Regions from separate parts of the Gasterosteus aculeatus genome. Here region 2 is linked to region 1. The links are chromatin contacts, called in public Hi-C maps. All regions are on one chromosome and are shown on one strand. Each heading gives the region's core, a stretch centred on a gene start, on an enhancer-like site or on the middle of the called end of the contact. The rest is flanking DNA. Distances are from core to core; before and after follow the strand shown.

Region 1 (4,274 bases), core at 571-3,070:
TGCATTATTACTGGATGGAAGGAGAGCAGCAAAGGTAGAATTATAGTGATGCATCTGTGCAACGTCAGCATTCATTTTGCAGTTCTGGTGGGTTGTTTTTCCAGACTGTGGGCTCACCAGGTTACAACGTGCAGTTAAAAATCTTCTATGTATGTATCTATGTATACAATTCCATCTATGTATCTTCTATGTATTAATTCAGCCCAACTGTTTTGAGTAGAGTTAACCCATATTAAACTAAACCCATGTTTATTTTTCTAAAATGGATCATGTAACCGTAACCCCTTTTGGGGGTTTACATTGAAATCAAATGAATCTTATAATTTTCACATACTTAAATTAAGTTTATTTTATTTGAACAATAATATTGTCTTAATTTAATATATTCACACAAGTATAAAAAATTCTGATCCAACTCTACTATATTGTAACAAAATGTACTTTTACCGACCACGATGTACATTAAAAGAAATTCAGTGATATTTACTTTAAAAAAGATAGCTATAACTTTTCATCTTTTTCCTCAATTCTACACACCACACCCAGTGACAAAGTGAAAACAGCTTGATTAAATTTGTTTCAAATTTATTGAAAATAAAGAACAAAGCTATTACATGTACATAAGTATTCAGTCTTTGCTCAATACCTTTTGGCAGCAATTACAGCCTCAATTGGGCATCTGTGGGTGAATGGGCAGCACGGTTGTCCTCCAATGGGGAGGGTTGGCGGTTCAATCCCAGGCCTGGCTAACTCGCATGTTAATGTGTCCTTGGGCGAGACATTTAACCCCAACACTGCTCCTGTAGTTCACTACAGTGTGTGAATGTTAGTTACCGATGGGCAGGTGGCTCTGTGTGTGGTAGCTCCGGTCATCAGTGTATGAATGGGTGAATGATGACATGAAGTTTTAAAGCACTTTGAGGGGCCGTAGACTAGAAAAGCGCTACATAAGTTCTGTCCATTTATCATTTCAAGTCTTCTTGACTCTGATGCTGCGCGGTTGGCACACCGGTTTCACTCCTGTTCATCTCTGCAGGACCTCTAAGGTTGGATGGGGAGCGTCGGTGCACAGACATTATCACATCTCTCCAGATGTTGAATCTGGTTTAAGTCACTGCTCTGGCTGGGGCACTCAAGTTGTCCCACTCCTTTGCTGTCGTGGCTTGTGCTTCGGGTCGTTGTACTGTTGGAAGCCCAGTCTGAGGCCCAGAGCGCTCTGGAGCTGGTTTTCATCCAGGATGTCTCTGTACATTGCTGCATTCATCTTTCCCTCCATCCTCCTGACTGGTCTCCCAGTTCCTCCCGCTGAAGAACATCCCATAGCATGATTCTGCGTGTGCCATGCTTCACTGTAGGGATGGCACTGGCCAGGTGATGAGCAGGGCCTGGTTTCCTCCAGACACTACAGTTGTCATTCAGGCCAAAGAGTTCAATCTCTGTTTCATCAGACCAGAGGATTTTTTTCTTCAGGTGCCTGTTGGGAAACTCCAGGCGGGCTGATGTGTGCTTTTTACAGAGGAGTGGCTTCCGTCTGGCCACTATTTATGGAGCGCCGCAGAGATGTTTGTCCTTCTGGAAGGTTCTTCTCTCTTTATGTGTATGAAAAGCGCTATACAAATAAATTGCCTTGACTTGCCTTTATAGAGCAACATTGGAGTATGAATAGTAGAACATTTTACGTAATAAAGACTTCCCTGGACCAGTGTAATATCACCATCAATAATGGTTCTCAGGAGGCCTCTGTCTGCCTCTTCTCCAGCAGAGCACTTCGAGTCCCGCAGAGCGTGTCCCTTGTGCCGCAGTCGTATGTGATTGGCTGCACATTCAAACGCAGCTCCTCCCACGCTGAATTCCTTTCTGCCTCCAGGCATTCCATGACTCTCTCCCCTGGCTTCAACTGATAGCCGAATCTGAAATCCCTCACTGTCCCGACCAATCCCTATTCACTTAATATTACAGTACATTCGATGATCACACCTTTGACCTTTGACCTAAAGCTTCTTTATGTAAGCATAACATGGTGGATTGTATCAAGAAAAAAATGGGTATTGGGGAAGTATGCGTGCAGACAGGTGGAGATCTGCAGAAATTTAAAAATAAATTATACATTTTTTTTCTCTTTACTTTTAAATGAAATTGACTTGTTTTCCACATTGGCGATATATGTTAAGATTACTTAAAAATATAAGAAGGATTCAAAAACACATTAAAATCAATAAAATGACCTTGATTAAATCATCTAATCAGCAAACAGGACTGACAGGGATGGTTCGTAGAACAATACTCGCCATTTTAACAACATTTCACAGAATCAAAATGTAATGTCATTCTATGTAAACGTTTAATGTTCAATTATGCGATTGTTCCTCTCATCTTATGTCTGCAGGCTTTCAAAGAGATGCTGTATGCTGCTCAGGACCAGGCCCCATCTATTGAAGGTAATATTTCCACGCGCCCGCACACATCACTGAGAAGTTGTCCTGGACATGGAACACTATTGAAGTGTGTTCCTTGAATGATTTGAACCCCATTGAATCCTGAGGAAGTTGAGTACAGTAGATATGTTGTTTGGGATGAGAGAGAAGACCAAGAATCATAACACATAGAAGATGAGTGCACAATCCTTTTATGTCAGACTGTGAAGTGTGCATTCAAAATGGCTTTCATTTCCCATTGACTAACCAAGATGGCGGGGGGCGGCACCCCCCCGCCCCCCACCCCCCAAGACAGTCTGTAAGTGTTTTTTTCACGTTTACAATTTCCACTCCTCGCTATGCGTGGCGATTCCGTCCCGATGCACACACACACACACACACATATAGGTGAGCACGCTCCCACCAGCGGTAAATCTGTGAATGAATACTCAGTTTGGAGTTCATGAACAGATTCCTTATTCCTTAATCCAAACATGTTTTGAGTGCAGTAACCCATTTTCATTTTTAAAACCATGATGTGATATCTGTTATACTGTGATAATAATACTACATATAATAAATACTGATATAAAATTGAGGTCATATTGCCCATCGCTTTGCTGAGATACAAACGTGGACCATAAGTGGTTTTGTCATACATGGGACAGTCCGCTGAAATGACATCAAGTCACATCAAGACAAGTCGCTTTGGATAAAAGCGTCAGCTAAATGACCTGTAATGTAATGAATGAACTAAATGTTCATTCTATGTTATAATATCATTTGACATGATGATATTGATTATATATATGATGATATATATTGTTTATTTATTTATTATTATTTTTGTCACACTTTTTGCCCTCTGAATTCAAAATCTAAAAGGGTGTCTGCACCAAAGGGTGCAGTAAAACGTTTTTAGAGCAGGTAGAATTAGTGTACCAGTGTATACACTGAGAGAATTCTTCTCAGACCTCATAATCATCTTATTAGTGGTGGAAGTTCACCTGGAATAAACATCAATGTGAAGGCAGTTTGCGTCTTTGTTATGTTCTATTTTGTATCAACTTTAACCTCCAGCTCCTCACTTACTTTTACGTAGGGCTACCTCATCCTGAATTCTAGCCTAATTATGTGTCTTTGTATAAATACTCTAACAACAGCCCCTGTATGACCAACATGTAAGGCCTTCAAAATGAAGCAGTTCTTTTTCCTCATGTAATGACAGGCCCTGTGGTGCCCTGCACTCCACCCCCCAATCACTGACTAGCGCACTACGCCTTTCCTGCTACCTTTCCTTTCATCTCATTTTCAAGGTTGCCAAAATAGTTTCACCACTAATGGGGCCAATTTTCAGTTAGAATATGATGCAACAGAATTGGAAACTGAGAAAATCCTGATCAGCCGTTTAACAATGTATCGTAATAAAGAGCTTTTTACAGGGCATCAAAAGAGACCGAAGCCTAGCACACATGCTAACCCCCCCGCCCCATGCCTCCAGTTCGTAGCTCTGTTAGAGCTGTTGTGCTATGAAAACCACTCCGGGCCCTGGCAGGTGAAACAAGGGAAATGTCATGGTGTTTGTTAACATGGTACCGGTATTGTTCTCAATGCTAGGACAGCTCTCTCCCTATTTACTATTACTACTACTACTTACTATTCAGCGTATCCATGCAGTAATTGGGACCAGAGGCAGTAATACCGCGGCCCCTAGGACCAAACGCCGTTGGCTACCGTGAACACATGACCCTCACTGCGACAGCATCACGTGAAACATTTCCACACTTTGATCTGCAAGGTTTCAGTAAAGCTTTTTGTACAAGTAGCCACCATGACTGATATTTCTAAGCTAACCATGTT
Region 2 (4,274 bases), core at 897-3,396, 130 kb before region 1:
GTCTAATCAGTGGTACTGCTGGTGTTGGCGTGCGTCCTGCTGGTTTTCCGACTCTGCACCGTCATCTGGAGGAATGAAATGAGGCCTCTCCACTCCCCGGGCTCAGCGCGGCTGATGGTTTCACCCCTCGATGGCAGAAAATTCATTATTTTTACTTAAACAGGAGCCTTTTTGTATTTGTTTTCCACTGCAGTATTTAAACTGCAGAGCTGCACTTATTAAACATGTTTAAGTTTTCAGGAAGGAAACCTCCTCTTCACTCCTCTTGTCCCTCAACTGCAATCAAAACAATGGGACAATTACTCTGAAACACTAATTATCTACTACCAGTGTTAACCATTACTGACCATTAATATTGCCTGTAGCTGATGTACTTTTTACCAAAATGAATGCATGTCGTTTCAGTATGTTTTGTAAAGCTGTTACAAAAAACTTAAAGCAGTTTTATTTGATTTCATTCATTTATGTTGAATTAAAGCATTGTCTTTTGTCTGAGTTGTTGAAACTATCTTTATAAACTGCAGAGAAAAACATTTGGCTGACACGCACAGTACGAGATATTCTTTTCCCTTCTGTTTTATAAACGCGTAACATTAATCTCCCAGTAGCTGGCTAACCAGCCGCAGGCAGATTGATCCCGCTGATGTGTGTGGCTTTGTTCTCATATAACCGTTGTTGCCATATAACTGTCTCTATGAAGGCAACTCAATGTCAAAGTCCGAGAGCAAATCAGGTCTAAATCAAACATTTGCAAGCAAAAGTCCCTCTTTCACGAGAAAAGGTCCTTTCGGGGACATGGAACCTCTACATCTGATTGGTTACAAACGTCGTCTTTGGATTGGCTGGATGTCATCTCTGTTGAGAGGGATGCATTCCCAACTATAGAAACCCATTTCCACTCTTCATAGAGTGGGGATCTGTCCAATTCTTTTTTTCCCCTATATTATTCTAACTTTGTAAATGTTTTCAACTGCACCACATTGTTCTGTGTAGGCTTGCTATTGTTTTTTACATCAAAAGTAAATAAATAAATAATCAACCTGGATATTTACTGGTTGCCCGCAAGCTGGCGATGCAAACGGCCTTACCGTTAACTATGGGAATAAATGTAACCTTTACTTGTTTTCTTATGTCTATGGTTTATTGAAGATTTCTTTATCTACATATTTAATTCAATTTGCCTCAGAGGGCTTTACAGTCTGTACACATGCGACATCCTCTGTCCCAAAACCCTCACATCGGCACAGGAGAAACTCCCCCAAAAATGAAAAACCCTTCCATTGGGAAAAAAGGGAAGAAACTGTAGGCAATGTAGTAGTGTGCTACTGTGTGCTACACATATTTACTCTGATGTTATACAACATTTCTATTGTTATTAGACCAGCAGAGATTATTCAACACATTCATTATCAATTCTCATTTCAAAGCAAAAATATCCTAAATGTTTTTCTGGACCTTCCTTTATTAAATATGGTTACGATGATGACGGATCAGATGTATCATCAAGCCAAACATTCTTTCTTTCTATATTTTCCTGTTACATGAATTCTGAATCACGACGTGTTTGTGTGTAGTTGTTTAGACTTCACAAGGACTGCAGAGACCTGCAGGTCCATGGTGGAGAGACTCAGGTTGTTTTGAAGAAGAGCGATGGAGGAATGATGAGGGAGGCATCACATTGGCGGCGAGGAGGAACACGTTCTATTCCGATACCCCTCACATGGGAACACGTTCTATCCCCTGATACCCCACATTACACACAGCAAAGATGGGTGGAGAATAAGGGTAAAGTGCGCCTGTGTGCTGTGTGCTACCGGAGGGGGCAGTAGTGTGCTACTGTGCGCTACCTGAGGGGGCAGTAGTGTTCTACTGTGTGCTACCGGAGGGGGCAGTAGTGTGCTACTGTGTGCTACCGGAGGGGGCAGTAGTGTGCTACTGTGTGCTACCGGAGGGGGCAGTAGTGTGCTACTGTGTGCTACCGGAGGGGGGAGTAGTGTGCTACTGTGTGCTACCGGAGGGGGCAGTAGTGTGCTACTGTGCGCTACCTGAGGGGGGAGTAGTGTTCTACTGTGTGCTACCGGAGGGGGCAGTAGTGTGCTACTGTGCGCTACCTGAGGGGGCAGTAGTGTGCTATTCTCCTTCCTACTATAGTATCAAAGAAGAAGAGCGGAAGCGGACGTACGTCATTGTGTGTGCGACGCTGTGTGTCAGTCAGGGTCGCTAACGAAAGAACAATGTCAATAAGAGTAACAGCCATGTTTTCAGTGAATATTGTGCGCAGCACACGGAACCGTGTGGCTTCTCAGTGCGTCAGTAAGAGACACTTTACGGCGCCATGTTTCACAGCCATGAGCAGAGAGAGTAAGCAGCTCGAGGGCCGCAGAAGCTCCTTCCTCAACCCCACCGAGGTACGACTTCACTTTGCTCCCAAACACCTTCTGCTTCTTTCACTTCCATGGTTTTGTATTTGGGATCTATGTGCACGTGCAAGATGCAACCCTCCCAGGGGCATGGTTTCAGGGGAGGGGGGTCCAGGGATTCTCTGCTAGTTTCTGCAGCTTTGCATACGTATGAAACAAATCTCCTCATCAGGCATGTTCTCCATCTCCATGATGCTCCACATCATCGTGATGCACAGAACGGATCCTTACAAGAATCCCTATTTAGTTCAATGCAGACTGAAGAAAGCCCAGACAGTGTAAACACGGATATAAAACAGGAATGTCTACAACATAAGGTGTATTTATGTACTTCTGCATATATAGATGTATCTCTACACATCAATACGAACATAAATACTGGCTTATAATAAGAAAAGTGGACTTTATGCACAAATGGTGCAGATATTACTTCACTAATCCATCAGGAACGTTGTGGTTTACGTGCCATAAAATTAAAAAATAGGGAACTTTTAGAGAAATGTGCCTCTGTCTACCTCCATTGTCCTGTGTATAAGTTTGGATTTATTTATTTTAAATGAATTATTCAGAATGATAATGTGTACGTTATCATCACAGCCGGCTCTAGATTTGGAACAGAGGAGCTGCACTTTGCTGAAGGCTGCTCTCATTGTGTCTTTAGGTGCACTCCCACCGTCCACCCACCTGCCGTCTGTCCTCAGTCCCCCCCTCAGAGGACGGAGACCTCGTGTACACTGGCAGCCTGGCCAGAGCTGTTCGAGGTGAGTCACTTTCATCTTGTTAGTTTCCTGTGTCTGATATGCGGTTGCTAGTGTTTCGCTCATAGTATATTTTGAGATAAATGAAATGATTAATCCTGACGCATATTGGTACCATGTGGTTGTCTCATCCTTACCGGTGCTGCATTCATTATCAGGTCAATCTGAAATGCATTATGTTTCTGGTGATCAGATGTAGATTTCTGCTTTTTGAATTTGATTATTGTCTGTTCCTGCTGTTTACGGCAAAAAGGGCGTAAAAAAAGACCCAATAATTAAAAAACAAAAGCAATACTATCAATTACTTTCCAAACTAGAAACACCAAGCGTGACTACTTTGTCCTGTGACACAAATAGTCACAAATTCAACATTTTAGAGTTAAAGCAACTTTAAATGCACATTTCCTACATCAATCAAATACTAATAAATAAATAAATACTAGCAATTCAATAGAAACACATTTCTATTGAGTCAAGTGAGTCTAGATAATGTCAATATGTTGTGTGTGTGACGGGGGGGTGAAAGTATCCATGTGTGGTTGACCCGTTGGTGAGGAAACCCACAGTGATGCATCAGTGATGATGAAGACAGTTGAAGAGAAAGTGATTACATGGTGGCTGTAGGTGAACGATTAAGGAAGAAGGATTTGAATACTTCATTGGAGAACAGTGTTATAAATATTATAGAAGAACAATACATTCATTGGACTGCTGAAGCATTCCAAACTAATTATGTGGTAAACAAAAAAATGCTCAACAAACCGAAATATGTTTTATATTTTAGCTTTGCACAGAGGGGAACAGGCCTGATCCCTGTGTGGGACTGTGCAGCCGCCCTGCTCAACACACCTCAAACAGTCTTTATGTTTTGTATGAATGGACACTACTGCTTCATGGACTCCAACTCAATGGGGTTGTGGTTTAGTTTACACAAGTTTAAGACATTTCATATATGCATCAGTAAATACCCCTCTGATGAATATTGAAGATTTTGGCCTTAAAAAAGGTAGCTAGCGGCCAAATGAGAAGACCAGATGAGCTCAGGGACGCTGCTGCACCATTCACGCAAAAGTATTGATCCTTTTTAAGACCGTCT

The links. Hi-C and Micro-C count contacts between places; a contact is called where the count stands out from the background.
Region 2: a Hi-C map of skeletal muscle shows a contact between it and region 1, with 2.3 times the contacts expected there. The contact joins the promoter of tmem70 here to the enhancer-like site in region 1. A contact is called at or near these places in 3 of 6 Hi-C or Micro-C datasets (skeletal muscle, tail fin and whole body).

Annotation. Positions count from the first base shown.
Region 1 is chr3:5,787,932-5,792,205 of fGasAcu3.hap1.1, reverse strand. LOC120816066 (xenotropic and polytropic retrovirus receptor 1 homolog) reads left to right here. Exons shown (of 16, transcript XM_040171337.2): 2 at 2,387-2,438. Among protein-coding and RNA genes, the nearest start is that of LOC120816066, 19 kb to the left of the region's middle. Within about 2 kb of position 1,820, at least 5 of the 9 cell types and tissues checked have open chromatin away from gene starts, as enhancers often do.
Region 2 is chr3:5,920,736-5,925,009 of fGasAcu3.hap1.1, reverse strand. It overlaps tmem70 (transmembrane protein 70), which reads left to right and starts at 2,146. Exons shown (of 3, transcript XM_040171188.2): 1 at 2,146-2,408; 2 at 3,082-3,181. The coding sequence starts at 2,235. It overlaps LOC120816024, which reads left to right. Exons shown (of 7, transcript XM_040171239.2): 7 at 11-495. The coding sequence ends at 159.